Regions from separate parts of the Sus scrofa genome. Here region 1 is linked to region 2. A link is a contact called in public Hi-C data. All regions are on one chromosome and are shown on one strand. The core of a region is the stretch at or near the end of the contact, and the rest is flanking DNA. Distances in the headings are between cores, read along the strand shown.

The links. A called contact is a pair of places that touch in the nucleus more often than the background predicts.
Region 1: a contact with region 2 is called in a Hi-C map of liver, with 4 times the contacts expected there. The contact joins the promoter of PRADC1 here to the promoter of NAT8 in region 2. A contact is called at or near these places in 3 of 5 promoter capture datasets (fetal liver, fetal skeletal muscle and liver) and 1 of 47 Hi-C or Micro-C datasets (liver).

The regions. Positions count from the first base shown.
Region 1 is chr3:69,544,563-69,549,476 of Sscrofa11.1, reverse strand. PRADC1 (protease-associated domain-containing protein 1) reads right to left here and starts at 2,639. Exons shown (of 5, transcript XM_003125011.4): 1 at 1,733-2,639. The coding sequence starts at 1,967.
Region 2 is chr3:69,247,687-69,252,220 of Sscrofa11.1, reverse strand. It overlaps NAT8 (N-acetyltransferase 8), which reads right to left and starts at 1,895. Exons shown (of 2, transcript XM_003125006.4): 1 at 1,463-1,895; 2 at 1-951. The coding sequence starts at 878. The coding sequence ends at 165.

The sequences.
Region 1 (4,914 bases), core at 1,390-3,889, 300 kb before region 2:
CTCCATTTTTGCTCCCTAAGGTCCATTCCCCCCAAAATTGCCAGGGATCTTCTTAAAACGTCTTAAAGCAAATATGGTCACGTCACCACTCCCACAGCTTCAGTATGCTTCCACGACTTGCCTTTGAACTTAACATCTAAACTTAACTCTGGTCTGCAAGGTCCTGATTGATCTGGCCCTTGACTACTACTCAAACCTTCTCTCTTCCTTCCCGTGTTCAAGCTACACTGGCCTCCTTTCAGTTTCTTCACATCTCCCTCTATCTAGGAGGCTTCCTAACCTCACCCCACCCTACCCCACCTCTGTCTCTTTATATGGCTCATTCCTACTCATCCATCAGGTCACAGCTTAAATCTTACTTTTGCAGAGAAACCTGCCCTGTGACTGCCCTCCCCTTGTACCCATTCAAAACATACTTTTTCTCCACTGACACTTTTTTTTTTTTTTTGTCTTTTTAGGGCCACACCTGCGGCAGCATATGGAGTTTCCCAGGCTAGCGGTCAAATCAGTGCTATAGCCACCAGCCTACACTACAGGCACAACAATGCCAGATTGGAGCCGAGTCTGCAATCTACACCACAGCTCTCGGCAACACCAGATCCTTAACCCAACTGAGCGAGGCCAGGGGTGGAACCTGTGTCCTCATGGATGCTAGTCAGATTCATTTCCACTGAGCCATAATGGGAATTCCTCTCCAATGACACTTTTAACAAAATTTGTAATGGAGTATTTGTAATTTTTTGTTTATCTCATTTCCTGCACTCGGACAAGGACCATGTTTGTAACTTCATTCAGTGCCATATCTACATTATCTAACATAGTGTTTAGAATATAGTTGGTGCTCAAAAAGGTTGTCGAATTAAGGAAGGGAATTGCCAGAACAACCAGATTGTTTTGGAGTATGGGTCTCATCAGCACCAAAGTTTAATGTTTTATCTGAACTTGGGGCCCTGGTTTCCTTAGCCCAGAGAGATTGAGGAATGTGAAAGGGTGGAAGCTGCTGCCATCTGTCCATTAGTCAACTCAACAAACTATTAGGCTGCTACTGTGTGCCAGGGTTGGGACCAATGGTGGCTTTAGCTATCCTTCTACTCTCCAAAGCCCAGCCATGAGGTAGAACTCCACTAGCTTGGCACTGGACTACATATATAGCCTTTTATCGTGGGAATGGAGACTTGCCATCAGAAACTGACACACTCCCAGGAGGCCCTCCTGGATGATCACAGAACTCCCCCGCCTTCCCATACACATCTTTGCCTGGCCTTTGCATCTGCGATCCGTGTAAATTAAGTGTAGGTATACATATGTGCTCATGGATGTAGTGGCTATATGTTCATGTTCCCGTATAGATGCAAACAGGTAGGATATGTACCTATGTGCTTGTGTGTGAGCCAAAGTGTAGCAATGTGTGGTCCCGTTTATGTATATGAGTGCTCACATATTTCCAGCTTGTCCTTGTTCCTCGCCCCCTCAGCCACCTAATTCGGCGCTAGTGGGGGTAGGGGGAGTCTTGCTTCGACGTGGGAAGCTCAGAACTCAAAGCCCAGCCTCCAGCCGCGCCCAATTCGTGTCCCTGAGGACGAGTACCCACCAAATCGTGGCGCCTCTTTCTGAACCTACCCTGCCCAGAACTCGCGGGGTCCCCAAGGTGACCCGTGGCCCCCGGCCCGAGACGCGCTCATGTGGACTCCCAGCCCCGCCCCGATGCGCAGCCCCGCCCGTTGCCGCTCACCATGGGCCGCGACGCACGCGGGGAGCCAGAGCATGAGACAACACCAGCCCGCGGCGCCGGGGACCATCTCCAGGGCCCGGCCCGGCGCCCCGCTTCCTCCAGCCGCCCCTCCGCGCGTAGCTCGCTGGACTTTGGCCTGACAGCTGCTCTGGCCTCCCGCCCCCAGACCCGCTCTGGCTGCTGGTTGGCGGACTGGAACGAGGCCCACGGCTGATTGGCTCTGACGCCTGCTCATGTAGCCACATTTTCCGCCCCTGCGCCTTAGCCCACTTCCTATTGGTCGAGAGAAGTGGGGCCGAGGACTGATTGGTCCAAACTCTTAACTGCAACTGCCGGCCCCCGCCCCAGCCTGTCTCAGTTTGGATTCGATTCGGCAGCACCTTGCTGGCTGGTGGGTGGGTCGGCAGAACTGGAGGTGGCCGATCGCAGGACTGGCTTCAACCGCTGAAAGTCTCGGCCAATACTCCTCACGGTCGCTTTGCAAGATGAGGGTATACCTTCTTCCAGCTGTGCCTTCCTCCTTCCCATCCCCTCCTTGGAATGGCATTCCTGTAGCTCTCAAGTGGTCTCCGGTGACCCCTACTCTGATCTTATTGCCTAGTTCCACCAGCGCTTGCGTGCCCTGGCGACGTGGCCGGATGTACACGACCCTCGAGGAAGCTCTGACCAGTGCCGAGCCAGAATGCGAGCATAGGGGCTAGGTGTCCGCTCCTGTTTCTCTACCATTTACTATGCAGCTGTGACTCTGGACACCCTTCCTAACCTCTCGGCCTCAGTTCCCTCATCTGTAAAGTGGGCATGACAACAATACCAATAGGTTTGTGAGGATTAAATGAGATCACTCACATCAAATGTTTACTTGGCAAAAACTGTCCCTCAGTCAGCGTTCAATAAATGTTTGCCTTTATTTCATTCCTTGGCCTGGCTCCAGAGGGAGAAGGGGAATAGAATTAGAGTTAGTGGGTGACGGGGGCCGAGCAAGGACCCTACATACTCAAAAAGAATGACACTTTCGAAAGCCCGCGACCCTTGCATTACCAACACTTCCTGTAACAGCTCCGGCAGAGGACCAGCCTCTGGACCTTCTAGCCACGCCGACTCTGTGGTAGCGAACCATAGAGTGGCGGAAGTGGCCCATCCCCTTCCTCTCCCGGTCCAACTGCTTGGCGAAGGTTCTGGGGACTTCTTTGGCGCGGAGGATTGTGGGGTTGCTGGGCGGCCCGGGCGCGAAGCAGGGAAGAGGAGTAGCGGGCCACTGGATAAGCTTACAAGATGATGGTGAGTGGCGTCTCGCGCATCCGTCTCCATCCGTTGCCATCTGGTTGGTAGCTGGCGCCGCCCGGCAAAGGCCGGTCCCGCAGGACTTTCCTCTGCCTAATGACTCGGTCCTCGCCCCGACCCCTGTCTGTGGGTGACCCCGGCCCGCCGCGGCCTTGGTGGGCCCGGGCTCCGAGTAGGGCTCCTGGGCGAGGGCTGTGTGGCACTGGAGGAAAGGCTCTGATCGGGCCGGCTGGGGACTACAAGTCCCAGGGTGCTTCGGAACCCGCGAACCCGCGTTGGCAAGCTGGTTTTTGGACCCCCCCCCCCCCCCCGGAGTCACGACCCGGGTGAAACGACTGCGGATTGAGCGTGCATAACGCGGTCGACGGCCGGGCTTGGAACTTCTGGCTGCACTGGAAAATTCGAGTGTAAAGCCGGGTGCTCACTAGGACCGGCAGAGGCAGCATGGGGACCTTATGTTGAGCGGAACCCCGGATCTCAGCTATGCCTCCCTCCCTGCCAGCTGCTACCAAATGGAAACAGACCCTTTTGCTCGTACTTGAATTCATTCATTCACTTGTTCGTTAAGTAAAGTCATCTTTAGTGTCTACTGAATGTGCGGGGCTCCGCTGGTTGTTGCAGGTGCAACTCTTCAGCCAGAAGAATGGGTAGGGCAGATGGGCACCCTGCTTCAGACGTAGGAAGATCCGGCCTCTGACTCTGACCCTGTCTGCTACCCTAGATGTGACATTAGACAGCTTTCCTAGTTGGCCACCTAACTTTAGTTTTCGTTTTTCTTAAATTAGGGCGGTTAGTGAATCTGGGAGGCTCTCTGTACCCACCCCCCTTTCCATAGTATCCCTTTCTCCATCTCAGAGCTGCAGGTACCTTCCTTGGGTCCCAAACCTCGGTGGTCTCCGGAGTTGCTGTTGAACAGGGCCAGCTTTTAAGTGCTTGAGGCAAAACCCTAAGATACCACCTAGCAGACTAGCTAACATGCTGCTTCCTACAAGCTGGGCGCTTCATGTGTTCTCTGTGCACTTGGCATTTCATGCATTCATTTTAGCCTATCAATCCAACTCAGTTCTCTGTTCTTTTCCTGCTTCCTCAGGTTCTTTCTGTCCTAGTAGATGTCAAATGGACACCTCTGAGGTGTTCATTATGCTATCAAGTGCTCTGTGAATCCTATTTGTACCCTAAAGAAGGAAGGAAGCTGGCGTTAATCTGTATACCCCCTCCCCTTCATATCTCCAGAACTGCCTTTTTCAGTCCATCTTCAACATTCCTGAAGTCATCTTCATTTTCTTTGCAGAGGCAACACGGTAGAGCAGCTGAGAGTAAGGGCTCTGGAGCTACACAGTGAATACCTAGGTTTATAACTAGCTCTGCCACTTCCTAGGTGTATGACTTTGAGCGTGCTATTTCATTGCTGGCCCTCAGTCTTCTAGAGGAGGTTAAATGAGTGAGTACCTATGAAGCCCAGCTTGTAGTAAGCAGTATGTTAGCTAGTCTGCTAGCTGGTCGCTTGCTTCCTTTCTTCCCTGTAATCTTTCTGCCGAGGCTACGGTAAGTTTTGGTTGGCCTTCAAAGAATAGGATCAGAACGAAGATTCTTCTGACTGGTGATGAAACCCTTCACCAAGAGGCTCCAGACCACACCCCCTTGGGTTTTTCCTGAACTGACTCCTGCTCTGTTTCCCTGCTGTACAGGCTGTTTATATCTCTTTATTTGGGTGTCTGAAACCTCAGTCACCAAGAGTTCTTGCTGTTATTGAATTGGTAACTGATATTCTGGAAGCCTTCTGTGATTGGAAGAGAAGTAAAAGGGTCCCCCAAAAAGCTCAGTCCTGTTACTTTGGTACAGCTGAGCTGAGTGTATGTATGTCTTTGCCTTTGTGGTGTTGAGCGCTGCCTGCCTTGGCT
Region 2 (4,534 bases), core at 646-3,145:
TCTTGTGACACTAGATAAATGATAGGCGGCAACCTAAAAAGACTGGATAGAGCACAATGCCACTGAGTTCCAGTGTGGATAAGCAGTAAGCCTTTACTGTGCCATCAGAGTGAGACCTCAGGGTTTGCTTGTCACTGCAGCAGAGCTGAACCCCGCTGACTAATCTACAAGGAAATAGGTCGCGGGCTCTCTCCCTGCTCCAGTGTCTGAGAGACCTGAGCAGAGGGGAGGCGGTAGGTCAGGTGAAGTACAGGGAGAGCACATAGCCTAAAGCCTTCAGAGCTGAAGCCTGTCTTTTGGAAGCCGAAGTGCTGGTAGATGACCAGGGCAGAGCACTGCACTATGCTGGTGGTGAGGACCACTTCACTGTAGCCCTGGTCATGTGCAAACTGGAGGACAGTCCTGACCAGGGCTTTCGCTATCCCCTGACCACGGTGCTCCAGGGCCACAAATAGGTGAAGCAGCTCCAGCTGCACCTTCTGCAGGGTGGGCTTCTTACTGGGCAGCGCTCCCACCATGCCCACCAGCTGCCCCTCAGACTCAGCCACCCAGAAGCAGGAGCCACTCTCACTGAAGTAGGACTTGGTGATGTCAGACAGGTCTGTTCGCAAACACCTGGCTTCAAACTGGGCCCAGGGGTATTTGGCAAGGAACCACAGGGCACCAAGGAGAGAGGCGCTGGCCATGAGGGCCAGGACCCAGGAGCCAGAGATCAAGAATAGGGCAAGGGGTCCCCCAAGCAAGAGCACAAGAGTTCGGGGCAGCTTCAGGACGCAGCAGAAGGTGGCGGGAATGTGCTCAGTCACCAAGTGAGAGAACGAGCCCAGGACCCACTTGCGGTCTTTTTCCTGGTATTTGCGGATGCAGTAAGGAGCCATGGAAGACTTCTGTGTCTGAATCTCAGAATTCAGGAGACCGAGTGAGGTGTCTCTGTCCACCTTCCTAGCAGCCCTGCGGGAGAGAGGGAATCATGTGAGTGGCCTGTCCTCCCACCTCCCACGAGTGGGGACAACTCTGCTCAAGGATGTGTCATTCTGCTTCTACTCAAGAGGAATTAGGCTGCAGCCACTGGGAGGAGGTGCTAGGCTAAGAAAGACCTGCTTTTGATCCTACCTCCGTGCCCACCCTTGGGCATTTTGCATATTCTTCTCTAAGAACCTGCCTTCTACATATGCACACTATCCCCCCTCCCCCTTCCCCCGTACATTGGGGTGGCACCAGGCAGCAGCCAAACACGTGTCTCCTGCCCTTTGGTCCCTCTTGCAGGGACCATACACTGCTGGAATCCTGTGTGTCTAAGTACAAGTTTCAGCAAAAGCTCCATCCCCCTTAATTACAAATTTCCAGGCTATTGAGGTGGCATAAGAGCCAAACATCAAAAATGGCCCAGGCTTGAGAACCAGGGAGGGTCCGGACCACCAGGCCACACTTGGGCACTGGCCTTCCACCCATAACTCCTCACCTGCTATCACGAGAGTCTTGAGTTCTCCAAGGCAGCTTCAGCCTGGCCTCTGGCCTCAGCCTCCAGCTGGCATCAAGGAGTGACTGTGCAGGGCCCGTTCCACTTCTGGGGACTAGGTCCTGGATGGCCACCTCATTGGCTGGCTCCTGGGCGTTTGTTAATCATAAACCCCAGGATCAAGGAGCTGGACTGTGATGGGCGGCCCATTTTCTGTTTCCTCATCACTGGGGAACCAGCCAGGGCCTGAAATAGCTCAGGTGTCCTTGGTCTGGTGGACAGCCTACACGCCCTGCCGTGGCAGTTTACCTGGCACCGTGGGTGCTCTCTGATGCCGCCTCTGCCCCTCCACACGGCTGCTTTGAGCCAGGGGAAAGCCCATCTCAACCTGTGCTGTTAGCACAGGCCAGAACCCAAGTCCCATAACTTAGCACACAAGGTCCTTCACGGCAGAGTGCAGACAGCAGGGGCCTGGCCATGCAGGACCTTCGTCCAGGTCAAGAGTTTGGACTCGTTCCAGGAGCATCAGAAGGCCACTGCTATGCTTCTAGCTGGAGAGCACCATAAGCAGAGGGGGTGTGTGTGGTGGTGTGCACTAACTTCCTTACCCCCCAGAGGCTAGTGCAATGGTCCAGGTGGAAGAAGGTCCTCCCGATACAGATGGGCAGTTTGCTCACTGCTCAAGAACACCTTGTGGGAATTAAAAACCAAGCCACAAGCCTGGCACAGAGCTGAGTGTGACCAAAGGAAACATAACTTTTCCTTATTTGATCAGAATGCTGTCCACTAAACTGTGCATCCAATAGGTTGTATCTGGGTGAGGGGGCTGCCTTACTCAATGTACATAAACTCCTAAGTTTTGCCATCAGGGGTCCTACAAGAGAAAGCAGTGGCTTGGACTAGAGTGGGGTTGTGGGTAGTGTGACCTGGCCCACTTGGGGGGTAGGCAGAAATGGCATGGGTTAGTGATGATCTGAGGATGAAGAAGGGGTTGGAGAAGATAGCCAGGATTCTGGTAGAAGCACCTGGGAGGATGCTGGAGAGAGACCAGACTTGGCAGCTGCAACCCGGGGCTGGTGGATGCGGGCTGCTGAGGCTCCGGCACCCATCAAGGCCTCAAGGGTTTAACTAACATGAAGTCTGGGTGGTGAGCTACAGGCATGTTACATTGTTTTCAGTAAAATGTAATATTTTCTTTAAATGGTTCAATGTCAAGCCAAATTTGAGGATTCACAAGAGACAAGAGGGTTCCAAATGACTATTGCTTATGAGTTTAATATTAACCAGTGAGAAACCAAGCTGAGGAGACAGGGCTGTGAGCTGTCCCTGCCATCTGTCTCCTGTATCCTCACCAGCCTCTGTGGCCTCAACACCTGGTGGCCTCAGTTTACATTCAGGCTTTTCAACCTTCCTCACAGCCATGAACAATGATGATGAGGATCTGTTGACATGAAAAAAAAATTGTCAAAATATAGCACCAAGCTATTAAAGCTTATAAGACAGTGTTTTCATTTATTTTTTTGAAAAATAGAAAAAAATAATTTATACACACAAGCATGCAGAGAGGAAAGTGTGAACGGTTCCACCACACTTTGGTGGCCATTCCTTCTGGACAGAGGAAGCAGGCAGTTCTCTGGGTAGGAGATGACCTCTGGAAGTTTAGCACATTCCAGGCTCTTGGCCCCACTTTCAGATGATGGAACTGCTTGAGAATCTACCTGTTTTAGCCTCTGCCAACTCTTGAATCTAAACAGACCCAGCTGAGACTGTGAACTCCTAAAGGTAAGGCAGATGTGTTAATACTTTCATTCTATTATCTTTAACCATGTAAATGCGTCTAATTCAGTACATTCACAATGTCGTATAATTACCACCTCTATCTAGTTGCTAAGCGTTTTCATCTCCCCAGAAGGAGACCCCTTAGCCAGGAGGCAATCACTCCCTATTTCCAGTTCTCCTGAGCCCATGGCAACCACTAACCTGCTTTCTGTCTCTATGGATTTACCTATTCTGGATGTTTCATTTAAATGGAATCATGCAATATGTGATTTCACATTCAGCTTCTTTCACTTTTGTTTTCAAGGTACATCTCCATCCTCGTGTTTTATCAGTACCTCGTTGCTTTTTATGGCTACATAATATTCCATTGTACAGAGAGACAGCCTTTGTGTAGGCAGTTATCCACTGATGGACATTGGAGTTCTAACCACCTTTTGGTTACTGTGAATAGTGCTGCTGTGAACATTCTTTGCAGGTGGTTGTTTCAGGACCTGTGTTCAGTTCTTTTGTATATACCTAGGAGTAGAACTGCTGGGTCATATGGTAACTCTATTTTAACATTTTGAGAAATTGCCAGACTGTTGTCCATGTTTTACTTTCCCACCAGCAGTAAGTCTTATTTTACTATCAGCACTTTGCCTGGTGTACTGAGAGAAAGAGATAGCTGTTATTCCTGAGAAATTCGATGCCTGGAACTGTAAGAAAATGTTTTTCCTACGCTGTACCATTTTGGGGCTTTGGGGGGGGGGCAGGGGGGGTTGGCCTCACCCGTGGCATGCAGAAGTTTCCAAGCCAAGTATCAACCCCACACCACAGCAGCAACCCGAGTCACTGCAGTGACGCCGAATCCTTCATGGCTGCACAAGAGAACTCCCCTCTGCTGTACTATTTGATATTCATTGTAACCTAAGAGCTTAGGTTGATATTCATGTTTCCACTTTACAATGGGAAACAGAGGCCCACAAACCTGAGATATCCTACCTATGCCACAGAACGTGGCAGGTTGGGGCTCAAACGGCAGTTCAGACTCGAAGGCCTGAACATTTTGCTTTTTCAGTACCACATGCTGATCCCAATTGGACAAGTGTTTGGTGAATTGTGTATGCCAGGAGAATCAGCTCTGCCTGGTAGGATCAGGATTCACTTCCAGGCCTCATCACACCTCTATCACCAGTGACCAGGCCATACTTGACCAAATTCCAATCTGTGACTAAGACTCTGTTCTTTCTTCAAGATCCAGTTCAGTGTTACCTTTTCCATCAAGATTTCTGACCCTTACCAACCAGATGGATCTTG